Regions from separate parts of the Sus scrofa genome. Here regions 2 and 3 are each linked to region 1. A link is a contact called in public Hi-C and promoter capture Hi-C data. All regions are on one chromosome and are shown on one strand. Each heading gives the region's core, a stretch centred on a gene start, on an enhancer-like site or on the middle of the called end of the contact. The rest is flanking DNA. Distances are from core to core; before and after follow the strand shown.

Region 1 (5,053 bases), core at 1,095-3,594:
TAGGAGGCAAACTTAACATCACTCTTGAATTTCCTGGCTTTGTTGATTCGAGTCGCCAAGTTTAGATTAAAATGCCAAGATTCACATTTAAATATTTGTTGAAATCAGGAAAACAATAGCTCTTTCAGGATTTGAAATGACACTGGAAGACACATAATATTTTATTGAGTCAATTCATTATTTACATCCTCATAAGGGATTTTTAAAAAGAAGTCAAATGGAAGACGTTCTCAATAGGCAGAAATAACATATTCCAATCTATTGTTCCAGTTTATAGCTCAGATATAAATAATGGGCTATAAAACCTGATCTGAAAATAGTTGCGCAGTGCGTGCTTCACAGCCAGCCAATGAAACGCAATGTCTGGCTTCTCCTACGGGCTGACAGCACTTCAAAGTCTTTTTTTTTTTTTTAAAGCGACCGACCTCTCGGTCACACACTGGCGTTGAGCACCATTGTTGGGTCTCCCAGCTCTGCATTTTAACTTCTATTTGCAGAACGCCACTGTGGCTCAAGGCATAGCATGCCACCGGCTTTACTACTGCAGAAAGCGCCTTCACTCTCAGGGTGAAATTATAGCTTCCCTCTCCTGAGGTCTGAGCACTGCCTCGTAAATTCAATCCCTTTCACACTGCAAGGGGGGGCGGGGAGAAGTCCCATTTTTAAAATTTTCTTGGCTGCGCCCCCGTGGCATTGTGGAACTTCCCCTGCAACCTACACCACATCAGCCCCCCAAGCCAGCGGCAACCCTGGATCCTTAAGCCACCACGCACCACACCGGGGAATCTCCCCGAAAAGTCCCACTTTTGAAGGGCTTAGAAGGCAGAAAGGATTTGAGACTCCGTGCACGCCTCTCGGTGCTTTTCCGAGGTTCACACGCCGCGTGCACCCAGCGCGTGTCCGGGGCGGGTCGCGGCAGAGCCCAAGCCCAAAGGCAAAGAACAAAGGGGACGCGCCCGCCTTCGCTCCTTGGGCAGCCTGCGCGTCGGCCCGGCCCCGCCCCTCCCCGCCGGCAGCGCGCCCCTCCCCCATCACCCTGCCCCCCGCGGCCACACGAAATGGCGGCCGCGCCACAAAATGGCAGCCGAGCTGATCCCCCCCAGTTAGAGCTGGAGGAGAAATAAAAGGCGCCCGCCGCAGGCCCCTCCCCTCTAGCGCAGCAATACCAGCCCCAGCTCCCTTCTGACGACACCTGGGAGCCCAGAGCACTGGGGCGCCTCCGTGGCCGCGTGGAGACACCCTGGCCTTCCCACGCCGCCCCGCCCGACAACCCTAGAGCCCAAACAGCCGGGCGCCTTTGTGCCTGCGCTGGCTCTACGCTTCCAAAGGGCCCCTTCTGCTGGAGACTCTCAAAGAGCTTGCAAGCTGCAAAACACTGAGCCCCACACACCCTGCCAGGAGACCCTTGCCCGCCCACGATGCCCCCTTGGCCCCTCGCAGGCAGGGAGCGCCTGTTCCTTAGGGTCTCCCCTGCTCAAAGCTCTAGCTCCAGGTCGCCGAAGTCAATACAGGCAAGGGGGGGGGGCGCTCAAAGAGGCCCCCAAGTAATGGTAAATTATGGAAGGGAGGCCAAAGCCCCACGCGTCCTTCGGTGGCCACGTCGAATCCCAACACGCTGAGCCCACACTCGAGAGCGCAGCGAAGAGCCATGGTGGCCCAAGAGTGCAAGGGCAGCTCCAAAGCAAGGATGTCAGCTTCCACTCCACAAACATCCAGTGAGCATTTTTTATGCATTTCACCTTTCTCCCCTGCCCTCCCCCTGCAATGCCCGGGCTCAGGGCAGAGGAAGGAGCAGCTGCTGCAGTCCTCATGCTTTTCCACCCTGGCGTGAAGGTCTTGTGGGCTTGGGCTTTGCTGTGGTTGTGGCTTGATGGATGGAAGCAAGGCAGCGACGGTGTACTTCAGATTTTTTAAATTTTCCTCTCCCAAACGCTCCCTTTTCTGCGCTCCCCATCCCCCAGGTTCCCTTGGGCTCCGTCTTTCCAGAAACTTCTCAGGGAAACTCGCGAAAATGCCGCAGGGTAGGACACCGGTCCCCTTCCGGCGCATGCGCGGAGCACTAGGCGGCAAGCTCAGCGCGAGCGCGTGTGCGAGTGTGAGAGTGGTGCGTGTGCGCGCGCGTTCGCCGTGTGATGGGCGGGGCGGTTCTCTCACAATGAAGGGAAAAGTTTTTCTCCCCTCCCCCAACGTTCCATCGTTGCGCAAGCGCGTTAGGTCAACTCCCCCGCCTTTGGGAGAAGACTGGGGAGTCGCTGCTCCGCGCGCCTGTGCACCGGCTTGTCTGTGCCGGGCTCTTTTTCCGCGTGGCCAGCGGTAATATGTTTGATGTGAAGTGAGTCTGAACACCTCGGTTGTTCCCTACTCACTGTATTCTCTGCTCCCACTTGCGGAACTAACCTTTTGAGGGGTTATTAATTACCTCCAGCGGGTTTTCTGGAGAGTGGCCTTCCCTTTGTTTCTTAAGAGCTGAGGCTGAGCTGTGTCTCTTGGCCCCTTTCCACCCCTGCCTGCGCCATGTTTAGAATGAATCCTCACTCGAGTTGGTGACTGGAGTGTGTTTGGACCCTTCTCCAAACATCCTTGGCCGAGGGACTGCGTGATGGCCCAGCTGGCTTCCGAGCAGACTGCAGTTCTTGCTCACTAAGCCAAAATAAAGGTGTTCATTTTTTGGAACGCTGCCCTTGGTCCTGACACCAGCCTCTGCTCGGGCTGGCGGGGCTGGCAGCTGGGTCGGTGCGTGGATACAGACAAAGGGCCTTGGCGTACCGCTCGGTCTCCATTTGCAGAATTGAGCTTGGAGCGTGGTAACCATAGTAACCGCCTTTACTCTTAAGGTGCCTATTGTTTTGTTTTCCTTTCCTCTTCCTTTAGGACTGCCCTGGAAATTACTGCCAGGGTTGTGGGCTTTTGAAAAAACTAATCCCCGCCTCCCAACCAGGCTCTTTACCTTACCATGTAATCCACTTCCATCCAACCCCGTTTTGAAATCCAGCGGGTTAAATAAGGTCCCCTGGCTCATGGAAGCTTGCTACTACTTGTCCGGTCTTCCTTTCCTTGCCACTCTTCTTTTTGAAGTAACTTCGTTTCCCTGATGGAGTAATTGCCTTCCTATATTCGGTACCGCGGTATAATGTACCTTCGGAGCCTCAGAGATGTAAGGTTTTAAAAGAGGGAGCTTGCTCGCAAAGAGGGCAATTTGGGGGCTGTAAAGACTGATGTGGCAGTTGTTATTTGGCATTTTATGGTCTCAGCACCTGCTAACTCCCCGCAGGTGCTAGTGAGCCATTGACCACGCCCGAGTCCGAGGTCAGTCTAGGTCATCGCTCTGGGCGGAGCCACCCGATGGGTCCTAAAGAAGGGAGATCTTTCTTTCCTGGTGAGAATTTTGAGTTAGTGCCAGATTCCTAAGAACTCTTAGCTATGTTGAGGCTGTTGAAGTACTAGCAAGCAATTAGAGTAATAGCAAGAGTTCTACCTCTGCTAACAAGGCTGTTCTGTTATTTGAGGGTTGGAAACGACCAGATCAGCAGTCCCTTGAATTTTCAGAATATCTATCAGAGATTCTGCCTTAAAAAATTATGGTTAATGAGAGTCTTTAAAACAAATTTCCTACAGTAAGGATAACGCTACAAAGTAAGGGGTGGAGAATTTTTGACTATGTACGTTTTGCAAATTTAAATAGGCATAACATCAAAAAAACACGTTTTTAAAAGGGCCACACCACAGCATATGGAAATTCCCAGGCTAGGGGATCAAATCCGAGCCGCAGCTGACAGCCTATGCCACAGCTACAGCCACAGCGGATCAGAGCATGTGTGCAACCTACATCGCAGCTCACAGCAACACCTGATCCTTAACCCACTGAGCAGGGCCAGGGATCAAACCCTAGTCCTCTTGGACTAGTTGGGTTTGTTACCACTGAGCCATAATGGGAATTCCAGCATCAAAGTACTTATGTGCTATCTGATAATTAGAGTCTTGGGAAACTGATGTTGAGGGAAACAATACATTTAAGTTGAAAACTATGAAGGACAAAAGTAACCTGGTGTAAAGCCACTTTTTCAGGCAAAATTTTTTTTAAAGTAAAGGATTTAGGCTTGAGTGTGTGTTTAAATTATTTGTAGGGGTGGGGAAAACACAAACCCCTTTTTTTTAGTTCATCTCACCTGGCCCCTCCCACCAGCTAACAGTATACAGTGAATTCCTTTTTTTTTTTTTTTTTGTCTTTTTGCTATTTCTTTGGGCCGCTCCCGAGGCATATGGAGGTTCCCAGGCTAGGGGTCGAATCGGAGCCGTAGCCACCGGCCTATGCCAGAGCCACAGCAACGCAGGATCCGAGCCGCGTCTGCAACCTACATCACAGCTCACGGCAACACCGGATCCTTTAACCCACTGAGCAAGGGCAGGGACCGAACCCTCAACCTCATGGTTCCTAGTCGGATTCGTTAACCATTGTGCCATGATGGGAACTCCTACAGTGAAATCTTTAGTTATGACCTGCTTGTTCTGTTTTCTTAGAAATATCGTTTTAAGTAAATCTAGCAAAGAGAGTTATCTTGAGATAAATGCTTTTCAGCCAAAGTATTTTCTAAATAGAATTGTAAGGGATGGTTCCCAAGACTTTTGTAGCATATAGCCTGAAAAAATTCTGTTATCTCCTTTATCAAAATACTGACATTTAAATGTTTAAGTATAAATTTAAAAATGATTCCGTAGAGGAGTTCCTGTCATGGCTCAGTGGAAACAAATCTGACTAGTAACAAATCTGACAAGGTTGAGGGTTCCATCCCTGGCCTTGCTCAGTGGGTTAATGATCCAGTGTTGCCATGAACTACGGTGTAGGTTGCAGGTGTGGCTCGGATCCTGCATTGCTGTGGCTGTAGTGTAGGTCAGCAGCTATAGCTCTGATTCGAGCCCTAGCCTGGAACCTCCACATGCCTCGAGTGCAGCCCTCAAAAGACAGTAATAATAATAATAATAATTCCATATAAAACAGAATCACAGACATAGAGAACACACTTGTGGTTGCCAAGGGGGTGGGGGGAGGGAGTAG
Region 2 (5,053 bases), core at 1,365-3,864, 190 kb before region 1:
GAGGGGAGGTAGAGAGGAAGAGTTAGTGATTGGAAGGGAGGATAAGGAGGCTTCTGAGCTACTGATAATGTTCTGAACAGGGGTGTATAGTTTGTGAAAACTCATGCTATACACCTAAGATATATGCACTTTTCTTTTTGTGCGTTATACTGCAATAAAAGCTCTCTCTCTATGAGTTTGTTTGCTATACCCAAGTTTGTAGTCAGTGTACCAATTATTGTTCTTTTTAAAAAACCACCCCAAACCTGCTCATGTAAAATAATCATTTTACTATGCTCACAGATTCTGTGGATTAGGAATTCAAAAAGAATATAGTGGAGGTGGCTCCATTATGTCTGGGACCTCAGATGGAAGACGCAAAGGCCAGAGATGACTCAACAGCTGGGGTTGAAGTCAAATGGAAGTGACTTTGTTCATGTGCTTGGTGGGTTTTCCTGGTAACTGGCTTTGATCTCAGCTGAGTAGCTGCCTGGACCATCTCTATATGTTCTCTCCATGTTGCCTCACTGCCTGGGGTAGTTTGGGCTTCCTCACAGCATGGCTTCTGGGTTCCAAGACAAGTGTTCCGAGAGAATCAGAGAGAAGCTATATTGCCTTTAGGACCTAGCCTCAGAAGTCACACAATGGGAGTTCCCGTCGTGGGCGCAGTGGTTAACGATCGACTAGGACATGAGGTGCGAGTTCGGTCCTGCCTGCTCAGTGGGTTACGATCGGCGTGCGTGAGCTGTGTGTAGCTCAGACGCGGCTCGGACCCGTTGCTGTGGCTCTGCGTAGCGTGGCTGCAGCTCCGATTCAACCTAGCTGGAACTCCATATGCCGGGAGCGGCCAAGAAATAGCAACAACAACAACAACAACAACAAAAAAAAAAAAAAAAAAAAAAAAAAAAAAAAAAAAGTGTAGAAGTCACACAATGATACTTACGCCAGAGTCTAACTGCTACACTTCAAATGGAGGGACATATACCCTACTTCTTAGTGGGAGGAATGTCATAACTGTAGGAGGAACATGTAAGATGGAAGATATTGCTATAGCCATCTTCGGAAAATAAAATCTGTCACATCTGGGCACTTGAGCACCAGTCCAAAAAAAAAAAAGTAACATGAAAATTAGTTCCAGATTCCAACTTCAACTGAATCCCTGAGACCACCTGGCAATTCTACATCATTTCTCTGCTCAACCTGCTTCAACTTACAATGGTTCTTTCAAACCTTCTCTGCTGTAGTAGGTGCTATGTATATCTCCCCTAAAACCAGTTTACCCCCCCTCATCCATACACTTTCAAGAGGCGAGAAAGCTCGGCACTCACTTTTCTGGCCTTTTCTTGCATCTCTGTGACACATTTCTGCCAGATGTAAACCGAAACGTGCTGAGGGACTGCTGGGTAAACTCTTGCCTTAACGAAGGCAATGATGCCTGGAGTGGAGGTAGCCACTCATGATGTGACCCTCAGGGAAAGGCCAACAAATTTGCAGAAATACTGGCCCTTTTATCAATGAGTCACTGAACCAGTGCTGCTGCTTACCTCCAGGCCTCCTATCCTGTAAGAAAAATAAGCCCTCACAAGTCATTAATAGTCAGGCTTTCTGTGGCTGATAACCACCATTCCTCCACCCCACCCCCTTCCTCCACCTTCCCTCCTCTTTTACAGCGATAAGTTATCATTCAATTACTTTCTTGTGCCACCAGACCTACATACACTTATCTGCACCCACCGCCATCCTGATCCCTCCTTCCTTTCTCTTATAATAAAAGAGGGGCACCCTATGCCATGGATGAGGGCCAGCTGGGGGGTAAATAGTGAGATGTTAATCTTGCATCCATTTTATCTTCCTCTTTCTGTCTTGGTTTTCTGACTCATCCTCATGTTTTGGGCTTCTATCTCTCATCAGCTACGTGGCCTTAAACAGGCCATTAAAGTAGCAAACATTTTATTGAGTGGCTTCTAAGCTGTGTCCAACAAAAGCACTACACTAGGTAGCCTAGTGGCCAGGGCTAGGAAATAGTCTAAGTAAAGGAAAACTATTTATGAGGCAAGGGAATGCAGCTTAGGAGGAACTGAAAGTCAAACTGTGGCTGGCAGGGGAGAGGGAAGGGGCTCCGGCGGCAGGGCTGAAGAGGAAGGCAGGAGCCCGTCAGCAGGCGTCTACAGACCAGGCAGGGTAATGATTTTGGTTTAAACCCTAAATTATCAGGACAAGATAAGACTAAATCTCTCAGACCTCAATTTTACTTCGGAAAATTTTGAGATCTAGTTACCAGCTTAAGAGTTGACTTAAGGGGCAAACACCTGTATTTTTACGCCTTTTTGTTCGCACATGGACACTTGCCAAAAGGCGCTCAATAAATGCCAGTTGGGTGAATAAAGGAGATTTTGGAGTCCTCCACCGAAGTCACGTATTAAATCAAGCAAATAATACTTTTTTCTTGCCCCGCATTCCCTCCCCTTTTCTCGCCCCGCTTCCCCTCCCACGCCCGCTCCAAATCTCCCCGCTACCCGCCTCCTCTTTCCAGCCCCGCCCCTCCCGGGCGCCGCGAAGCCGCGAAGGCGGAGCGGGTCAGGCAGGCTTTACGGCATCCGCGTTGCGGCGGGGCGGGGCGTCGAACGGCGGGCGCGCTTGGCGGCAGAGGTGGGAGGCAGGCCGGCAGGGAGGCAGGCAGGCAGATCGAGTCGCAGGCGCCTGGTGGTGGCCGTGCTTGCTGCTGAGGGCGGGAGGGAGTGAGTCACTGAGCGTGTGTGAGGGAGGGAAGGAGCGAGCGAGCGGGTGAGCGAGCAGCCCGCGCCGTCCGCCTGCAGCAGCAGCCAGGCCCTGCCGCCACCGCCGCGCCGCCCTGCGCCGAGGCCGGGCCGAGCCGAGCTGGGTCGGGCCCGGGCCATGCTGCTCACCGTGTACTGTGTGCGGAGGGACCTCTCCGAGGTGACCTTTTCCCTCCAGGTCGACGCCGACTTCGAGCTGCACAACTTCCGCGCGCTGTGTGAGCTCGAGTCTGGCATCCCCGCAGCCGAGAGTCAGGTACGCCGGGCGGCGACCGGGGCCTCCCTCCGGAGCTAGCCCTCCCGCTTTGGGGCCTCACGCCCTCTCTTTGCTAAGGGTGAGGAATTGGGAGGTGGAAGGGAAGCAGAATGGCCATTCCCAGCCCACCCCCGCATCCGGGAGGGAGCTGGAATCGGTAGCTGCCCCCACACACCCTGAGCGTGGGGTGGGGTGCTGGGGGAGGGAATGGAGAACCTGACCGCAGACGCACCCACTGCAGCCTTAGGGGCTCGTGGAGTGTTCGGCGACCCGCCCCACCTTCTGGCTCTTTGGCCCCTTCTCTAGTTTCCCGAGTTCGAGGTGTCGTAGATCTAAGAAGAAGCCCTAGGTTTGCAAGAGTTCTTACATCCTGCTTCCCCAACCAGAAATACCAGTTTGGATCACCGTGGTAGATGTTCATCTGCTTTTTTGGAGAGTGCTCCTGTCTAAATAAACTTAATTTACCTTTAAATGTAGAGATTTGCGCTCTTAAGTGAAGGAGGAAAGTCTGCGACTTACACCACCTTGTTTTAAAGCGTTTAGAAATGCTCATTTCCCTACCACGTGCGTTTCCGGTTAAAAAATTTTTTTTCAAGTGATTAGTAATTATTAGTTCAACTGAAACTATTTTTCTGATCTCTTTCCTGGTAGTAGGCAAAAATACCTCTTTCTTTCAGGTCACAATTCGGACTTTGAGTCAATTCAAAGCTCAGTGTTTTATGAGGATATTTGTGTGATTTGGTTGTTTCATTTCCCTTACCCTACTGTAAAAAGTTCATATGTTCTTATGTTTTGAATAAGCAAAGTAATTTATTCTCAGAATGCTCTGTGACTGCCACCAAACAGAATTGGTGACAATAACTCTGTGGCCTTCACATTAAGACATCTAAATCCTGACTTGGTAAGTGAGCCTTGGAGGATGCAAACTAAACATTAAGAAAATTATATAAGTCCTCCAAGGCCCCAGAATGTAAATCTTGATTTCCTACTGCAGTTATGAAATAGTTCCAAAAACTCTTGCCTAACTACACAGCTTGTTCTGCCCTGTGTTATGGTAAACAAATGTGTCAATATTTTGTTCAGAAATAAGTATGATTCCTTTACACTTTGAACTTTAGAACCTTGGCATAAGCTGAATATCAAAGAGTTCATTTCAGGGGACAAGGTGTCACTCATACTTCTGGCAAAAGGTGCAAAGACATTGGTAAAAGGGTTTTTTTTTTTTTGCAACTTATATTAAAAATGAGTACACAAAAACTCAGGAACCAGTTTCTGTGCCTCAGGTGGAAAAGAACAGTTTAAATAGGGAAAATGAACTCACATTTTTGATGGTGGCTTTTTCAACTGTCCACTTCCCTCTGGCTGTTCTGTTGCCCTGATTATAATCACCAGTTGACAGGGGAAATAAAAAATAAAAGTGTAAATTGGTTTTGTTATTACTTGGACTTAAAGATTGTGATTTCTGTATTCTTGCATTTTTTGAGATGGCTGTAGCCAAAAATTGAAAGAGGGTGTCTGATTGAAAGAGGATTAATTGTATGGTCAAGACAAGCACTATCCTGCCTGCTCTGAAGGTGAAGGATACCATTCTGATTGAACAATTAGGCTAGCTCCAAATTCTTTCTTACTCTTTAGGTCAAGGTTTTGGCATTCGCTCCCTTCCCAAGCCAAATTAGCATATGGAAACCTCTGCTCCAACTAGTGTTAAGCCTGTTTTACCTACAGGGTAAACAGCTCCTGTTTTTCAAGTTTGTTCTGTTGGCTCCATTGTAACCTAACACAGTATCTATTTTAAGATGTCTGGTGGTCGGTTTTCTTTCAGTTGCTTGCCCATCAGGCAGGAACAGGATCCACCCTAGACACTTGAGTCATTTCCTTTCACCAAATCATAATAGTAAACATCATTATAGTTTTTATGCACAAATATATCGTTTTCACTTGAGGGCTTCCTCCTCCCCCCACCTTTACCTCCCAGGGTTCTCCCATATTATTCATCTTCCTTTCCTCCCTCTCAAAGTTCTCCTGGTTGCTTGACCTCTTT
Region 3 (5,053 bases), core at 730-3,229, 180 kb after region 1:
TCCAGGGACAGAAGGTGCTTCAAAGATGATCCAATCCCAGACCTGCCAGGGCATCCCAGTCACCTGGAGGAATTTCGAACAAACACAGACTCTTCACATGTACCCCCCAGGATTCTGACTTGGGGTCTTGGGAAGGGACCAGGAATCTGCTCCCTTCAGCTCCCCACTCAACAGCCCCTGGGCCAGGCTTTGGAAACCACTCAGCACTCAGCACGTGTCTATGGGCTCTGTTCTAGGCTCTGGGGGACTTGTGATGAACGTGGCAGAGATAGGCTCTCGCCCTGTGGCTCTTGGGCTCCCCTTATTGGACAGAAGAGGAAACTGAGGCTCTGAGTGGTGAAGGACCAGTTGAGGGTGGCAGAGCTGCTCTGGCATCCAGCCTGCCCTTACCCTCCACTGCTTGATGCAGAAGAGGGAGAAGTTGGGGGCTGGCATGCGGGGAAAATGGCTTCAGGAGGGACATGTCACCAGCACCGTGTCCCTTTGTTGCCCTCTTCCCAGTTTCCTGATGCTCATGGGGCTGGGAGATGAGGGTGTGGACCTGCGGTGCTGGCTGCTGGCTGATGCCAGCTGTGAGTTGGAGCCAGACCAGAGACTGGGGTTTGGGATATCGACAGGGTGGCCAGTTATCCTGCTACTGTACAAGGTTGGGGTAATGGTGGTGACAATGGGCCCAGATCCAGGCAGAGCAGCAAGCCCCCCACCCCAACTCTCACTATTTTCAACTGAGTTAGCCTGATCTCCAGGAGCAGAGAATGGCTCAGGGTCTCAGTATTTTAGCAAGTCATTGAAGAGCCATCATGATTTTCAGGAGGGTGGCTTTGCTGGGGGAGGTGGGGGGGCAGGAGTTGTCCCACATCCCTTGCCCAAATCTACTAAAAGTGACATGAGACACAAATCCTTTGCTTTGTGCCCAAACCCTTGCCCTGAATGATTAAGCCACAGGAGCTGGAGGAGTTCTGGGCAGAGGAAGAGCCACAGAGTCTAAGTCTGGGTACGGCCTCTCCTGTGTGACCTTAGATGAGTGGCTGTACCTCTCTGATCCTCCACTTATTATCTGCAAAATGGTGGTGCTATCCTTGACCCACAAGGGTGCTGAGAGGATGAACTGGGTCTCAGATGTAATGTGCATGTCCCCACACTCTGTAGGGGTGGGACAGTTTGTGGCATTTACCCGGCAGCCCCAAGCAGAGCCGCTGCCCCTTGGGTGCTGGGGTTTAAGAAGCAGTTTTCTGAGACTGGAGGGTCTGGACATGAGGATCTGGTCTAAGTTCCCAGCCATCCCCTCAAGTTTCCTGCCCTGCTCCAGCTTGTTACCCCCTCCCTACCTCAGAGCAAGGCAGGGTCACCAAGGGTCATCAAGGCAGGACTTTGGAGTGGTGTGAGGGCTTTGGAATCAAAAACCTGGGTGGTAATTTCAGTTTTATCCCTTAGGCTCTGACCCTGGACACCTCTCTGAGACCCTGTTTCTTTAAAATGGGCTAATACCACCCACGGGTTCCCATGAACACTCATTGATTTGAGAGCGTTGATCACAGAGCTGGTCACAGAGCAAGGGTGTGCTAATGACATCAGACCCCTCGCTTCTGAGTCTTTCCTCCCGCTCTGTTGCTTTCTCCCCTCTCCCTTGTCTGCTTTTTCAAACCCCTCCCATGCCCAGCTCTGAGAAGCCAGGACCCTGACCTTCAACCCCTGCACATGACCCATCACCATCCTGCTGGGTCCTGAGCTTTCTCCTCCTAGGCCCTGTGTACCCGCTCCTGCAGCTCGGCCGGGTGCCACACCCCTCTGCGTGGCGGGTCGGGGGAGCCCCTGCTCCGGGTCCCTCCTGGCTGCTCTGGTCTGCAGCACTCAGCTGGCCAGGGCAGTTCCAGTTGGTTTGTCAAGGACATTCCTAATGGCCAGGGTAAACCCGGGGTGGGGGGGCGGGAGGAGGGAGGGGGGCGGGATGTTGATTGGTGGAACACACACCTGTCCAGGTGCACCTGAGCTGCCAGCAAAGGAGTCTCTGTCGGGGAAGGCTGGTTGGGGCCACAGCAGAGCAGACTGACCGAGGTGAGGGGCCGCCAGGTGCAGAGCTGGGCCAGGGACTTGATGAAACCTGCCAGGGCCAGGCCAGACCAGGGCAGGCAGGAGCAGGAGGCTGGGGGGCAGGGAGCCAGCACCTCCTTTTGACCCTCATAGGCTCTCTTGGGCCTGGGGTTGTCCTGACTCTGTAGCTTGAGCTGAGGGGGCAGAGGCTCAAGGATGGGTAGGGGGAGTCAGAGTGGTCCATGGGGACCCCAGTGAGACATGGATGCTCCTGGGCAAGGAGACTGTTCTGAGCAGGGGAAGCAGCCAAGCTTTCAGGGCAGGGTAGGAGTGGTGGCCACGGGAGGGAGAAGGGGGTTCTGAGCCTGGGGTCCTGTCTTGATTAAATCTGCTCCGGGACAAGGAGGGCACAGCTAGGAACTGTCCTGAATATTAACTCACACATGCATGCCCTGGGGAACACTCCCTCAGGAAAGAGGGCACACCAGACTCACATCCCCTTTGAAAATGCCACCTCTCCTTCTTCTCTGGGGAGTGGCTATTGGAAGGGCCCAGTGGCAGAGTAAGGGCCCTGGAGCAGCGCACCAAGGGTCCATCTGTCTGTCCGCTCCCTCAGGGACCTGATGGAGGAGCTGGTAGGGCTTCGTGAGGGCTCCTCGGGGAGCCCCGTGACTCTTCAGGAGCTCTGGGGCCCTTGTCCCCGCATCCGCCGAGGCATCCGAGGTGAGAGCTTGGTTCCCTTCCTCTCCCTGTCAAAGGCCCCTTGGGACCTCATCCTCCCCTGGCCCCCCTCCTCCCCACCCACCCTGGGGCCTGAGAGCTCCCCCACTACCCCGCCTTCACTTGCCCAGAGTCTCCTGGGCCGCAGGGAGGGAGAGGATCCATCTGCCTGTCTGTGGGTCAGACGTGCTGCAGGTCTGCCTTCTGCCTCTGGGAATGCAGCCCCCGGATCTGATCACTGTGCCTGGGGCATTGCTAGGGTTAGGCTGGGGGTGTTTTCTGGTCTGACACCGAGACAGCCCCGTACGTCCTGGGACAATAGTCTCTAGACTCATGTCCTCTAAGCCGTGGACCCTGCAGAGACACTGAAAGAAGTGCAGCTTCTAAAGCACTGTCTCCATTCTTCCTTATGAACCTCAGCAAGGGGCAGGGTGGGGAGGGCAGAAAGGTCAAAGTCCCCTCCAGGTGGGGCCAACAGGCCTGGCACCCGCTGTGCCACCACGCTCACTTGCCACAAATCCTACTGTCGGTCACCCGAGGCAGAGCCCCATCCCTGCTTCCTTGGATTCAGGCACCTGTCCCCAGCCCCACACAGCCCCTGTCTCCCTGCCAGAGCCTGAGCAGGCCCCCAGGACAGGTGCTGCTTAGGCCCCCACCAGGCCCGGGGGTGAGACTCAGTGCCCCTGCCCCAGTTGGCCTGGAGTGGCTGAAGCTGAAGCTGTTCCGCGTGGGTGAGGACTGGTACTTCCTGATGATCCTCGGGGTGCTCATGGCCCTGATCAGCTACACCATGGACTTTGCCGTCGGGCGTGTGGTCCAAGGTAACCCCTCCCTGCCATGCATGCCTGCCCTGGACTCAGGGCTTCTGAGCACGCTCTGGGGATGCCGGGTGGGCTGCCAGGTGGGCTGCCAGGTGCAGCGGGATTGTGGTGGGGAGAGAGATGGCTCTCTGTGGGGAGGAGGACTGGGTCTGGTCCTGGCTTTGCTCTTGACTGGCTGTGTGACTCTGGGCAGGCTCCTGCCCCTCTCTGGGCTCCAGTCTCCTCATCTGCACAGTGAGTGGGAGCTCAAAGGGTCCCAAGAGCCCTTGTTCCTCTGAGCCCCAAGCCCACCTCTTCCTGCCATCCCTGCTCCTCCTCCCTCCCTTCTCTCAGCTCAGTATCTTTGGGGGAGGGCACTGGTCTAGAACTTTCTCCATGCTTCAGCCGGCTCCTTCCACCCTGAGGTCTCCCTGGAAGAGGGGGCATGGGGCAGGATGGGTCTAAGAGCCCTTCTCTGGGAAGCTCCCTCAGGTCTCATCACAAGGACCTGCTTAGGTACCAGGCATCACCTGAGGAGGCACTTTCTCACAATGACTCTGGGAGGGAGGTACCATCACTGGCCCATTTGACAGACACAGAGATATTGAGTCACTCGCCAATAGGTCACACAGCTGGGATATGGGTGGATCCAAGCATCTATTCTTGCCTCCTCCTGGAAACCTGCCACTCACAGGGTGGCCCTGGGCCTCTCCAAGCCTCTCTCTCCTGGGCAGTAAGTGGGCGCTTGAGGGCTGCAGGGCCTGTGGATGACTTCCTGACTCCAGGCTGTTCCCAGCACACATGTGGCTGTACCGGGAGATTGGGGACAGCCACCTACTCCGGTATCTCTCCTGGACCGTGTACCCCGTGGCTCTGGTCTCCTTCTCCTCGGGCTTTTCCCAGAGCATCACGCCTTTCTCTGGAGGTGAGCCCACTCACCACGCCGTCTGCCTGTGTGACTTGCCCCGTATGCCCCTGGGTCAAAGCCTTTTCGTATGCCCCGGGGCTCCTGAGGGGGGACGCAGGCAGCAGTGACCCTGCTTCACAGCCAGAGAAGCCAGGCTCAGAGGAGCCATGTCATCTGCCCAAAGCCACACGGTGAGAAGGCCAGGTCTTGCCTCTTGGGTCACTGCTGGCTCTGCTCCTTTTCTGAGGGCTCCTCTGGGCCAGTGCCAGGGCTCCCCAGGGAGGGGCACACAGAGGGGCACGTGTCTCCCAGGGCCCAACTCTGCCTTCAGCTCCAGGCTAGCAGAGGGGAGGTGCAGGGGTGTCCAGGTGGCCTGAGATTCTCTCCTAGGTCCCCCCATCCCACCACAGCTGTCTGCCAGGCCCAGCTGGAAGAAGGTGGGCAATTCCCATTCCCTCTCTGAACCTCAGCTTCCTCATCTGTAAAATGGGTTCACAAATCCTACCTCAGAGGGTTTAGGGGTCCTGACAAGATCATGCTGCAAAACCCTGTTCAGGGAATGCTCGAAGGGTTGATCTAGAACTTGTCCTTCCCC

What was found. Promoter capture Hi-C pulls out the DNA fragments that hold promoters and counts their contacts. A called contact is a pair of places that touch in the nucleus more often than the background predicts.
Region 2: a Hi-C map of liver shows a contact between it and region 1, with 4 times the contacts expected there. The contact joins the enhancer-like site here to the promoter of LOC110261101 in region 1. A contact is called at or near these places in 5 of 47 Hi-C or Micro-C datasets (embryonic fibroblasts, liver and skeletal muscle) and 1 of 2 datasets of contacts at active chromatin or transcription factors (alveolar macrophages).
Region 3: a promoter capture Hi-C map of liver shows a contact between it and region 1, with 3 times the contacts expected there. The contact joins the promoter of CLCNKA here to the promoter of LOC110261101 in region 1. A contact is called at or near these places in 1 of 5 promoter capture datasets (liver), 3 of 47 Hi-C or Micro-C datasets (embryonic fibroblasts, fibroblasts and heart right ventricle) and 2 of 2 datasets of contacts at active chromatin or transcription factors (alveolar macrophages and skeletal muscle).

What each region holds. Positions count from the first base shown.
Region 1 is chr6:75,000,076-75,005,128 of Sscrofa11.1, forward strand. LOC110261101 reads right to left here and starts at 2,345. Exons shown (of 1, transcript XM_021095392.1): 1 at 138-2,345. The coding sequence starts at 2,049. The coding sequence ends at 1,483.
Region 2 is chr6:74,806,712-74,811,764 of Sscrofa11.1, forward strand. No RefSeq gene overlaps it. Among named protein-coding and RNA genes, the nearest start is that of AGMAT, 25 kb to the left of the region's middle. Within about 2 kb of position 2,615, at least 79 of the 83 cell types and tissues checked have an H3K27ac peak or open chromatin away from gene starts, as enhancers often do. A contact at or near this core is called in alveolar macrophages, embryonic fibroblasts, liver and 1 more, where this site is marked.
Region 3 is chr6:75,176,935-75,181,987 of Sscrofa11.1, forward strand. It overlaps CLCNKA (chloride channel protein ClC-Kb), which reads left to right and starts at 1,980. Exons shown (of 19, transcript XM_021095408.1): 1 at 1,980-2,055; 2 at 2,648-2,754; 3 at 3,444-3,572; 4 at 4,348-4,476. The coding sequence starts at 2,655.